2 separate regions of the Zea mays genome follow, and region 2 is linked to region 1. Evidence: chromatin contacts called from public Hi-C data. All regions are on one chromosome and are shown on one strand. The core of a region is the stretch at or near the end of the contact, and the rest is flanking DNA. Distances in the headings are between cores, read along the strand shown.

The links. Hi-C and Micro-C count contacts between places; a contact is called where the count stands out from the background.
Region 2: a Hi-C map of ear shows a contact between it and region 1, with 2.6 times the contacts expected there. The contact joins the promoter of LOC100280611 here to the promoter of LOC541890 in region 1. A contact is called at or near these places in 4 of 25 Hi-C or Micro-C datasets (bundle sheath, ear, endosperm and 1 more).

What each region holds. Positions count from the first base shown.
Region 1 is chr5:190,823,444-190,828,704 of Zm-B73-REFERENCE-NAM-5.0, forward strand. It overlaps LOC541890 (plasma membrane intrinsic protein 2), which reads left to right and starts at 3,002. Exons shown (of 4, transcript NM_001111556.1): 1 at 3,002-3,407; 2 at 3,532-3,827; 3 at 4,894-5,034. The coding sequence starts at 3,089.
Region 2 is chr5:191,010,669-191,015,929 of Zm-B73-REFERENCE-NAM-5.0, forward strand. LOC100280611 reads left to right here and starts at 2,071. Exons shown (of 2, transcript NM_001153529.1): 1 at 2,071-2,279; 2 at 2,403-2,901. The coding sequence starts at 2,216. The coding sequence ends at 2,581. It overlaps LOC100282320 (low-molecular-weight cysteine-rich protein LCR69), which reads left to right and starts at 4,151. Exons shown (of 2, transcript NM_001313845.1): 1 at 4,151-4,318; 2 at 4,488-4,891. The coding sequence starts at 4,261. The coding sequence ends at 4,765.

The DNA.
Region 1 (5,261 bases), core at 1,752-4,251:
TGCTAATAACTTTAAGGTAATCCGCCGAGGTCTAAATAGCCTTTTCCCTTTTAAGTCGGTTCCCTTTCCTGTCGTTATGCCGAAGCTCCCTTGCACGTAGCTTTGGCACTGCGTCAACCTTCGTATTGTTTGTGCTTTTCCCACTGTGCGTTTCTGATCCGAGTCCGAAGGCACCTGTTCATATATTACACTCGGGAAATATTGTTAAATCATGTTTTTGAGAACCTTCGGAAGACGAAAGCCCCCAACACTAAATCTAAATCCAAGGTTGGCTCGAGGTAGAACATCTATCCCTAGCGCCTCGAATCAAACCTACAAAACAACCAAGAAAAGAAAGAGAATTAGTCAAGAACAGAGGGATTCAGGATCGGTATCCCTAACCCTAATCCTCAAATGAAGAACAGAGCGATCGGGGTTGAGTCCCCTAACCCTGTCCGATAGATCAGAACTAAGGAAGGGCTCAGATCGAAAACTCGAGTCGGCTTCTATAATGATTTGCTCTTGGGCAACAATCTATTAAGAAGTAGGGATTGTAAGTTAAGAAACTATTTTTGAGTGTAAGCAGCGAATAAGCATTAGATGAAGGGGAAGAATGTTAGGTTGATCTTATTTGGGCTCGACCAGAGAACCGAAACATACTTGTCACGTCCTAATCAAGGGCACAACAACCATATTGGTCGCAACCCCTCACACACCACGCTGAAAAATAGGAGAGGCCGACAATTGAATCAACGTTCATCGTACATTATCATCTTAACAACTGCACATATCTAATCCGCACTAGAGTAGTTAGTGAGGACAAGACTATCGTCACCCTGCATCGACTTGACGCCGACCTCTTCGAAGCTCTTTCAAAATTGACGACGCTCTATACCTACGGTATCCTTCTCATCTAGAAGGTATTTTTTCCTACCTTGATTCTAGGTTCATGGCTGGTTTGGAAGAAAGGGATTAGTAGGGAATGAGTGAGCTAAAATCCCTTACTATTTAAAATTGAATGAAAGTGATTTTAGCCCCCTCAATCTCCTTGCTCCTAAACACGTCCTTAAATTTTTTATGAGAGATCTTGCACAATATACATTAGGTGGTTCGTGTGGTCCAGAAGGGGCAGGATTAGGTTACCCTTTAGGCCTTGTTCGGTTACATCGGATTGTACCCGGAATCGTTCCGGCCAATCAAAGTTTATATAAATTAGAGAAGCAATCCGGCTCGGAATCGTTCCGACCCACCAATCCGACACAAACGAACAAGGCCTTACATAACTGCGTTCCATGCTAGAAGTCTCCGGAGTTTTCCTTGAGAAAGGGGCGAGGAGGACAGCTAATGCTGTCACGCTCAAACAGGTTGTACGTCGCAACTAATCCAGCCTGCGACAAGAATCTCAATTTGTAGGGTAGCTAGTAGTAGGGCCCGCTGTTCGTCCGTGCGTGATGCAATGCAATGCAAAGCAATGATTATATTCGCTGTTCTTGTTTGTTATTATCGCCAATCAAGTTTCCGAGCATCTCAATTGGCGGATCAGTACTACTACGAATTTTCTTTTTGAGAGGATAATGCAGCGAATGAATAGTGTCCATGCCAAATGTGTGCCTCATCATTTTTTTTCCGACTGGCAATTGTTGGCAGCTGGAAATACGTATGTCGAGGAAGCATGCCAGCAAGCATGGTGGCTTGAATTATTTCGAAACTTGTGATAAGTTTTTGTTTCGAAGAGTTAAAGAAAGAAGTCCTGACAGTCGCTAAAGACGAGGACAGCCGTGCTGACAGCGCATGCGTCGCAACTCCACAGCGTGCACTCGGCCATATCATTGGATTCATTTGTCTGTAGCTGCACGTATGATTGTGGTCATCTTCACAATAGGTCATCTGTTCATGACTTGTGCTTCGCTTGCATAGTTTCGTCTGATCCACCTAAGGGCTTGTTCGTTTCTGTCGGATTGCACCCGGAACCGTTCCAGCTAATCAAAATTTATACAAATTAGATAAGCAATTCGGTTAGGAATCGTTCCGATCCATCAATCCGACACAAACGAACAAGACCTAATTAATCCTCTGATCCACCTAATCCTCTGGACAAGTTGCTAGCCACAGTTTACGGCCATGTACCGCCCCACAACTAACGGCATGTTTGTTTCAGCTTATATATTATATAATCTGGATTATAATCTAAATTATATAATTCAGATTATAATCTAGATATATTATAATCTAGATGTAGTTGTTTGGTAGTTTAAATTATACAAATGTAGATTATTCATAAAAACAACAATATCCTTGTTTGTTTATTTAAGGTGAGAAAAGAATGATGATATATATTGTAATTTCTATTTACATAACTATGGATAGTGGGTTTTTTGTCAAAATAATCTCAAATAAGCTACTCTTGAGGAGATTATGAGATTATCATAATCTAGGTTTAGATTATATAATCTAAATTCATAATCTAGTTATTTGTTTACCTAATAGATTATTTGCGCTAGATTATATAATCTAGAGAGATTATAATCTAAAACAAACGGGACCAGTAACTGGAAGTAGCTAGCGGTTTTGTGTTTGTTCACAAACTGTAATATAAATAGCAACTGTAATCATTCACGCTCAGCGATAATAAGTTTGAATAAACTGATATCCGTTTTTAGTGTAGTATCTAATTATGTTAAACTTAAATAAATACGATTTAGCGTTATGTATTATATATTATATATCCGTTAGAACCAAACAGCTCAATCTTTTGTTTTTCACACCGACCATATAGAATAACCCTCCGACTGACCACTGACCACCAGTTCTGCTCTTGCGTGACATGATGATGAGGGGTTTAGTCGGTTGTGGGCGGCAAATTATATGCATAAAAACCTCTAACCAGAAGCTAAAACCCTTACCCCTTGCTAAATTAGTATTTTGTAATCAAGCGGCCGCTAAGCAAATAAACCATATCAAGGCGTCCTCCCGCGGCCCATATATATACACACACACACATCGGCTTTCCCATCTCCGGCCTCACACCGCAACCGCAAGCAAGCGAAGCGCAGAGCCTGCCTGACCAGAGCTAGCTGAGCTACAGCCAACAGCAGCTGGTCTGACTGACATGGCGAAGGACATCGAGGCATCGGGGCCCGAGGCGGGCGAGTTCTCGGCCAAGGACTACACCGACCCTCCGCCGGCGCCGCTGATCGACGCGGAGGAGCTCACCCAGTGGTCACTGTACCGCGCGGTCATCGCCGAGTTCATCGCCACGCTGCTCTTCCTCTACATCACCGTGGCCACCGTGATCGGGTACAAGCACCAGACGGACGCGTCGGCGTCGGGCCCCGACGCGGCGTGCGGCGGCGTCGGCATCCTCGGCATCGCTTGGGCCTTCGGCGGCATGATCTTCATCCTCGTCTACTGCACCGCCGGCATCTCAGGTATACGGACGTACGGTGCGCGCGGTGGCCGCTCGCCGCCGTTGCACGCAGCGTGTGCGCGTCTGCGTGTTTATTTATGTCATGTCAGTGTGTGTCACTGACACGTAGATGCATGCGCGTGCAGGTGGGCACATCAACCCGGCCGTGACCTTCGGCCTGTTCCTGGCCAGGAAGGTGTCCCTCGTCCGCGCGCTGCTCTACATCATCGCGCAGTGCCTGGGCGCCATCTGCGGCGTGGGCCTCGTCAAGGGCTTCCAGAGCGCCTACTACGTGCGCTACGGCGGCGGCGCCAACGAGCTCAGCGACGGCTACTCCAAGGGCACCGGCCTCGCCGCCGAGATCATCGGCACGTTCGTGCTCGTCTACACCGTCTTCTCCGCCACCGACCCCAAGCGCAGTGCCCGTGACTCCCACGTTCCGGTGAGCACATAATACACACACAGCTAATTCGATTACGCTACACTGCTCATAATTAATACAGTACTAGTAGAACGATAGTGAACTGTTACGTACTGTTAGTGGACAAATATAAGTACTCGCCGATGGTCGATGCTAAAGACCACTATACCAGATGAAGTGAGTTTGAGAAGCCAGAAACGGATGTCGTTAAGTAGAGCCTGCAGAAACGAGGATGAAGTGAGTTGAGAAAGGACTTCAAGCATGTTGGGTTCGCTACCTAAGTTGATACATTTTGCCTAATTTTTCTGTCTAAGTTTAGTATTCAATTCGGACGACTAACCTTATGCAAAGTGTGACACATTTAGCCACAAACCAAACATACCTTCATCTGTCCTTTCAAAGACACGTAGAGCCTGAATTTCGGAGACACGTAGAGTCTGAATTTCTACTGCTTAGTTCATACTGAATGTAGCAAGGAGCATATAGCAAAGCTGTGCAGGGCACGTGATACGACAGAAATGGTCCCAAATCCCAGCTGTGTGCAGAGCTCTCAAAATCAGGCGCATGTGAAGATGTATCTCGATGCCGGATCCCGGGCGCATGCATGAATCGGTACTGCATATGCCAATAAGCAGATCGATAGGAAGACTTGTAGGCAGCCGTGTCTTCAGTTGTCCCCGTCTTAATCGCTGCGCCCTCTACAGCGAAGGTTTGGTGGCCATCGATTCGCAAATGATTGTTGGGCTACTTCATGCGGATATAAAAGTGCAGCAAGGGTGCAAGATTCCAAGAAAACTTCTGGTCGAATGGTTGCTTGTTTTGCCTTCAGACTTGGTGACACATCCCTTTCTAGCTAGCTAGCTAGGGGGCGCCTGCGCTAGAGAACCACGCGATTTCAAAATCCTGTCATATATATATTTTTTTCTTGGGCACATTTAAAACGATACGTTTTGTCAGTAGCTGTTCGGATGGTGATGCTGTTGTGGATCACCGTTAAGAAAATTGCGATGATGCGATTGGTCGGCAAGCTAATAAAACTATAAATATTTTTTACTAAGTTTTGTTTTCCTTGGATCTATATATGCAGGTGCTAGCTCCTCTCCCAATTGGGTTCGCCGTGTTCATGGTGCACCTGGCCACCATCCCCATCACCGGCACCGGCATCAACCCGGCGAGGAGCCTGGGAGCCGCGGTCATCTACAACAAGGACAAGGCCTGGGACGACCAAGTACGTCGTCCACCTATCAGTACCCACTAACTAAATGATGACATATGCACCCACTTAACGGCAATATATACTAACTCATCCCTTGCCACACCCTCACTTACCTACCTTACCGACACCTAAAAGATGCCAACGCCTGTTTGTGAACTGCTTACTACTGCCAGCCCTGCTGTCGCACACCTTGGCTGGGTCAAGCCGAGCGTCTGGCAACACAATAATCAAACAAATCT
Region 2 (5,261 bases), core at 821-3,320, 190 kb after region 1:
AATCGGGCCACGAGAGTCGATAGGCTTTCTAGTATCTTGTGCTCCTTGGTCCAATAATATAAGACTGTAATCACTTTTTATTATTGTACCATAATACATCTTGTTCTATCTATACATACATCTATACATACGTACATCACATCGATGCAGTAATATAAAGAGAATTAAATATATTTCTTAGTCTTTGACCATATATGGTTACGCATTATATATTGGAGGGAGTAATTAAGGGGGTATTTCGATTCAATAAACTATTTTTATCCTGTCACATCATATGTTTAGATGATAGTTAAAAGTATTAAATTAGTTTAGCGATTACACAATATTTAATACTCATAATTGTATACGAACTAAACTTTAGTTAGGGAAACCAAACACGCCCTAACCATATAATATTCTTCGCTGCCTCTTGTCTTCTCCGAGGGCCCAGTACGTATACTTCACCACCTACTCTAGAAGGTGTCTAGTTTCCCTGACTAAAATTTAGTTTGTGTCATATCAAATGTTTGAATATTAATTTTAAGTATTAAATACAAACTTAATTAGGTTTAATAAATTTGTCTCATCTTTTAGCCTTCACGTATATAATACCTGTAATTAGCATTCAGACATTCGATATGATAGAGACTAAATTTTATAGAAGTTAGTTGGAACCAAACCCCCCTTTAATCTCTTGTCTTCTCAGCAGGAGGCATGCCGCATGCATAGCAGTACATCTCATTTCATACATTTTTGGGCTGGTTTGACGGAGCTCTCCTTACTTTTTTACTGTATATAGAAGCTAGTTCTTTTGAGAGGTTTTTTTAGCTAAAATGTTTTTTGTAATTCTCTAGAATTAACTCTATGCGCAAAGTGGCTGCATAGAGTGAATCAAGAAATAAAAACTATTTTGTAGCACCTGGTCTTGTAATTTATTCCAAAGACCCACTCCACACAATCAACATAGAAGTACCTCACTGTAAGAAACTATTTAACAGAGGGGTTTTTTTAACAATGGAAAGGAGTTCCAGCTTCGCGCTTCCTCATTAGATAAGAATTAGTCCACTGTCCACAATTATTACAAATGCAACAAAAAAAAGTTCTAGATTATTGGCCATTCCAAAACACATAAGGCCATCCATGTGATGCGATGAACATTATTCCTCCCGTCTCTATAAGCCAACGTGCTTATATGATGTGCTCCTTGCAGTCATCGAAGCGCTTGTGCAACTGGGTTATATCCTCCTGAAAGAACATACAAAAAAAAGTTTTCGGATAATAGTTATTAAGAACTAAATCATTCCTTCTGAACTAAATCAATAACTCTAGATTGGGCGGGAGCTGACGCCTCCAGCGCACGATCCAGCCGGGCCCGAAACAAGGAAGTTGGATTTCGTTTCTTGAACGACCTGACTGATAGGTGCTTTGAGCACTGTGCGGGCCGGGCTGCGGTGGAAGTCCGGGAAAACAAAGGCGTTGTTGCAGGCCGTGGGTGTGGCCGCACCACTTGTCAGGCAATCAAACAGGCCCAGGTGGCCCAAAGATCGTTGGAAATGGTCACTGCACATGCACAGAGCTCTGAGTTTCTGTCCCCGATGCGCGCGCACATCTGCTTGCCGACGGATCCGATCAGATCACTGAATGATGCATGCATGAATGCATCCACCCACAAAGAGCCAAGAAATGCGTGGCAGGAGCCACGCAAGCCGTGCAGAGCGTTACGCAGGCAGGACCGTAGGGGAGCCGCATGCTGCAACCAGAACCGAGGCCCCATTTCTGAGCGGCAGCACGCAGGCAGGCAGCGGCGTGCATTGCATGGTGTGCCTGTCTGTCCTGCTAGCTAACAACGGCTAGAATCCAGCGGGCGAATTCTGAAAAATCCGGCCCGTGAAAAAAGTCACAGGACTCTACTGTATGTCGCATGGAACGATTGCACAGCCCTGCTTAGCAGTAATCTCGAACCGTCGAACGCGTTGAGGAATCAGTTTAGTTCTCGCTAATCAGCCACCCGACCCGGGCATTAAACATCAGCTAACCCTTGGGCTCAATACCAGCGCTCTATATAAACCGTGGCTCTGGTTCCCATCCATTGCATCCCCCTTTCTGCTCCTGTGCTGCGTCCACCAGCCTCGTCGTTAGGACGTAAGGTAAGACACCCAGGGGCGAGCCAGTGAGTACAGAGAGTAGCCTTACGTAGCGAAGCTCAGAGCAAGCGAGGGTACGGTCAAGGGGGGTGATGGCGCTGTCTCGACGCATGGCGGCTCCCGTCCTCGTCCTCATGCTCCTCCTCGTCGCCACAGGTGCCCGACTCAACTCCTCGTTGCTCGTCAGTGCTGCTTGAGTGACCCTTCAAAGTAAAGTTCACAGTAATGCGACGCGCTTGGTGTTGTAATGCTTAATTTGAGTGTGGCCGGCCGGTGCAGAGCTGGGGACGACCAAGGTGGCGGAGGCGAGGCACTGCCTGTCGCAGAGCCACCGGTTCAAGGGCCTGTGCATGAGCAGCAACAACTGCGCCAACGTGTGCCAGACCGAGAACTTCCCCGGCGGCGAGTGTAAGGCGGAGGGCGCCACGCGCAAGTGCTTCTGCAAGAAGATATGCTAGTAGTAGCCTCGGCTTTGCTGGCACAAGCAGGTCGTCGGCACGCAACGCAATTCAAGCATCATATCGGTCCTCCTCCCGCGTTGCTGTCTACTCGACCCCGTTTTCTCTTTCGATCGATTTCGTTGTTTCCTGTTGCTCTCTTCTTTTCCCGCGAATAATATGCTCCATGGGATCTCACTGTTGTACTTTCTGCATCCGTTGGTAGTCAGGACGATCCTTCTTCCCGCTGTCACGTGTGATTCAAAATGGATGTACTAATGCAACTGTTCGTTCTTCCAAATCTGCTTTGGTGCTAGCTAGCTAGGGAACTTGATGACCAAGCTTCTTGTGTTTGTGAGTGCACAGAGTTCTACACACCGTGACCCGTGAGGTGTACGTGAGTCTCTCTGTGCCGCGCGACTGCCAGCTAGCTGCATAGATAATATCTTTGGATCATCAGGAAAACTGTGATCTATCGGCCCAAGCAAACAGGATGAATTTTTCTTTCAACAGGATGAGCTCTGACTTGGAGCTAGACTCTGATTTTAACAACGCTGGCACCTCCCGGTTGCTAAGTTTTTTTTTTTTTATGTTGGTTTGTGATCCACGACTGCATTTGGACACAAGATCGACTTGCTCGTCATCGACTGACGAACCAACAGCTCTGCCCGCTTTGCCGGACACCAAATGGAAACTGTCCACAACTCCGCATTCTTGCGCACTGCACATATTCGGAGATTGGCACAGCATGAACAAAAGTCTCTCTTTTTGGCCGATTTTAGTAACTTTGTAATTTGTAAATACCCTACCAGCATTTTTCCATGAAAAAATCATCGTCCATCAAGATGACGGCAGGTTTAGTACACGTTTGGATCACATGTGTTAAAAGCATGCATGGCGCTAAATTAAAGTTTAGCACTCTCAAATAGAGAACCAAAATTTAGCATTTGGATAGTGTTTCTATACCATTATATAATCCACCAGTTTAAACTTTACAAAATTCACTCAATCTAATTACCTCGACATTTATAATCTCCACTAAATCCATCAAATAAATTACATCTAGACTTAATACACTATCAAAACTAACAGTTCAAATCACCCCTCCATTTGACACCGTCGCCGCCAACCTCCTCACTCCTCACGCCTTCGCCGTCGTCAACCCTTCTCCGAGACCGTAGCATTCGTACGGGCTACATGTTAGTAGATATAAGTGCTAAAGTTTAGCATATTATATAGAAAGACATCCCTACCTCTAATTAATACGAGATGGAGAGAGAGGGAGTGGGGTGAGGGGGCGATGCTGTCTTTTTTCTCAGCATAGACTATTTTTAGCTCACGTTACCGCACCATGAAGAAGCTAAAGTTAGCAGCTCACTTTATCAACTTATTTGGATCTCCAAGTGATAAAGTTTAGCTAAAAATGCATCACTAAACTTAAGCGTCATGGATCTAAACATGCTTCGTCCCTGATTGAAGAGAGATATGACCCTCACGTTTGCCACTTCCAAAATTAAGCATTGACTAATCTAAGCTCGACGGTCGACGCCAACTGTTCATATAAATTAAACTGTCCTCCTGTGTTCCAATGTATCCGCGAGGATCCCCCCACACCTTGCGACCTGCGTTGTCACCCACCCATCAAGGTTGGGGCCGCCAGCAGGTTCAGCCGTTCCTGTTCTTGATAAAACGAGAGAAGGATGGCGGCAGTGTCTCAGGGAGCTGTCCTATTCTTGTTTCTCCTCCTCGTCGCAGCAGGTGATTAGCTGGTGCCCTATGGTGTCAGGTTTTAATTGCTCATTATCCATCTATAATTGTACGTACTCGTACCAGGCAGATTGATTGGTCACCCACCTGTTCTTGGTGACTAATAAATCTGTACGTTGCGAATCTGCAAAATGGAATGTGATCAGTATGGTGCATGCAGAGGTGGGAACCATCGATGCCAAAATGGGAGTAGCCATGCCCATGCATGCCTTGATAATGGAGAACGTGAAACAGCAGGAGAAGGAGAAGGAGAAGGAGAAGGAGGAGAAAAGCACGGAGAAGGAAGAGAGTCGATGCTTATCGCAGAGTCTCCAGTTCGAGGGCTTCTGCTTCAACAGCGACAGATGCGCCGAGGTGTGCATGAAGGAGAGCTTTCCCGGTGGCGAGTGCAAGCGGGACGTGGCCATGCGCAAGTGCTTCTGCAAGAAGCCTTGCTAGTTCATCGGTCTTGCTAATTGTTGATGGGTGCTTCATTAATTTGATTTGATGGGTCTCATGGCTACGAGAAACAAAACTACTTTTGATAAAATGCAGGGCATGAAAAGCGTTTCTGCAGTCCTTAAATTGCTGGGTTTTTTTTTGACGAAACTGCATGGAGGGGTTTGCAGCCCCTTGCAGAAATTTATTGAAAGAAACAGTCAAGTAATTTACAAATAGCAGAATTAAGATACAACGAAGCAAACAAAAAAAGTAACTCAAAATAAAGATCACAACAGATTTTGGATCCATAAATCAAACGCAATTGAGTCTCTGCAGGAGGAGTCTTTGAAGGACAGCAGGTTCATCTCCTTTGACGAAGTTTCTTTGACTGCTGCAACTGAAGGTTGTTGGCTACTAAAAATAAAATCATTGAACCATCCCTGTTAGTCTGAACTGCTAGGAAACCGTTGAACCTTTCGTGTCAATCTTAGACTATCAAGGTTTATCCCGCCAA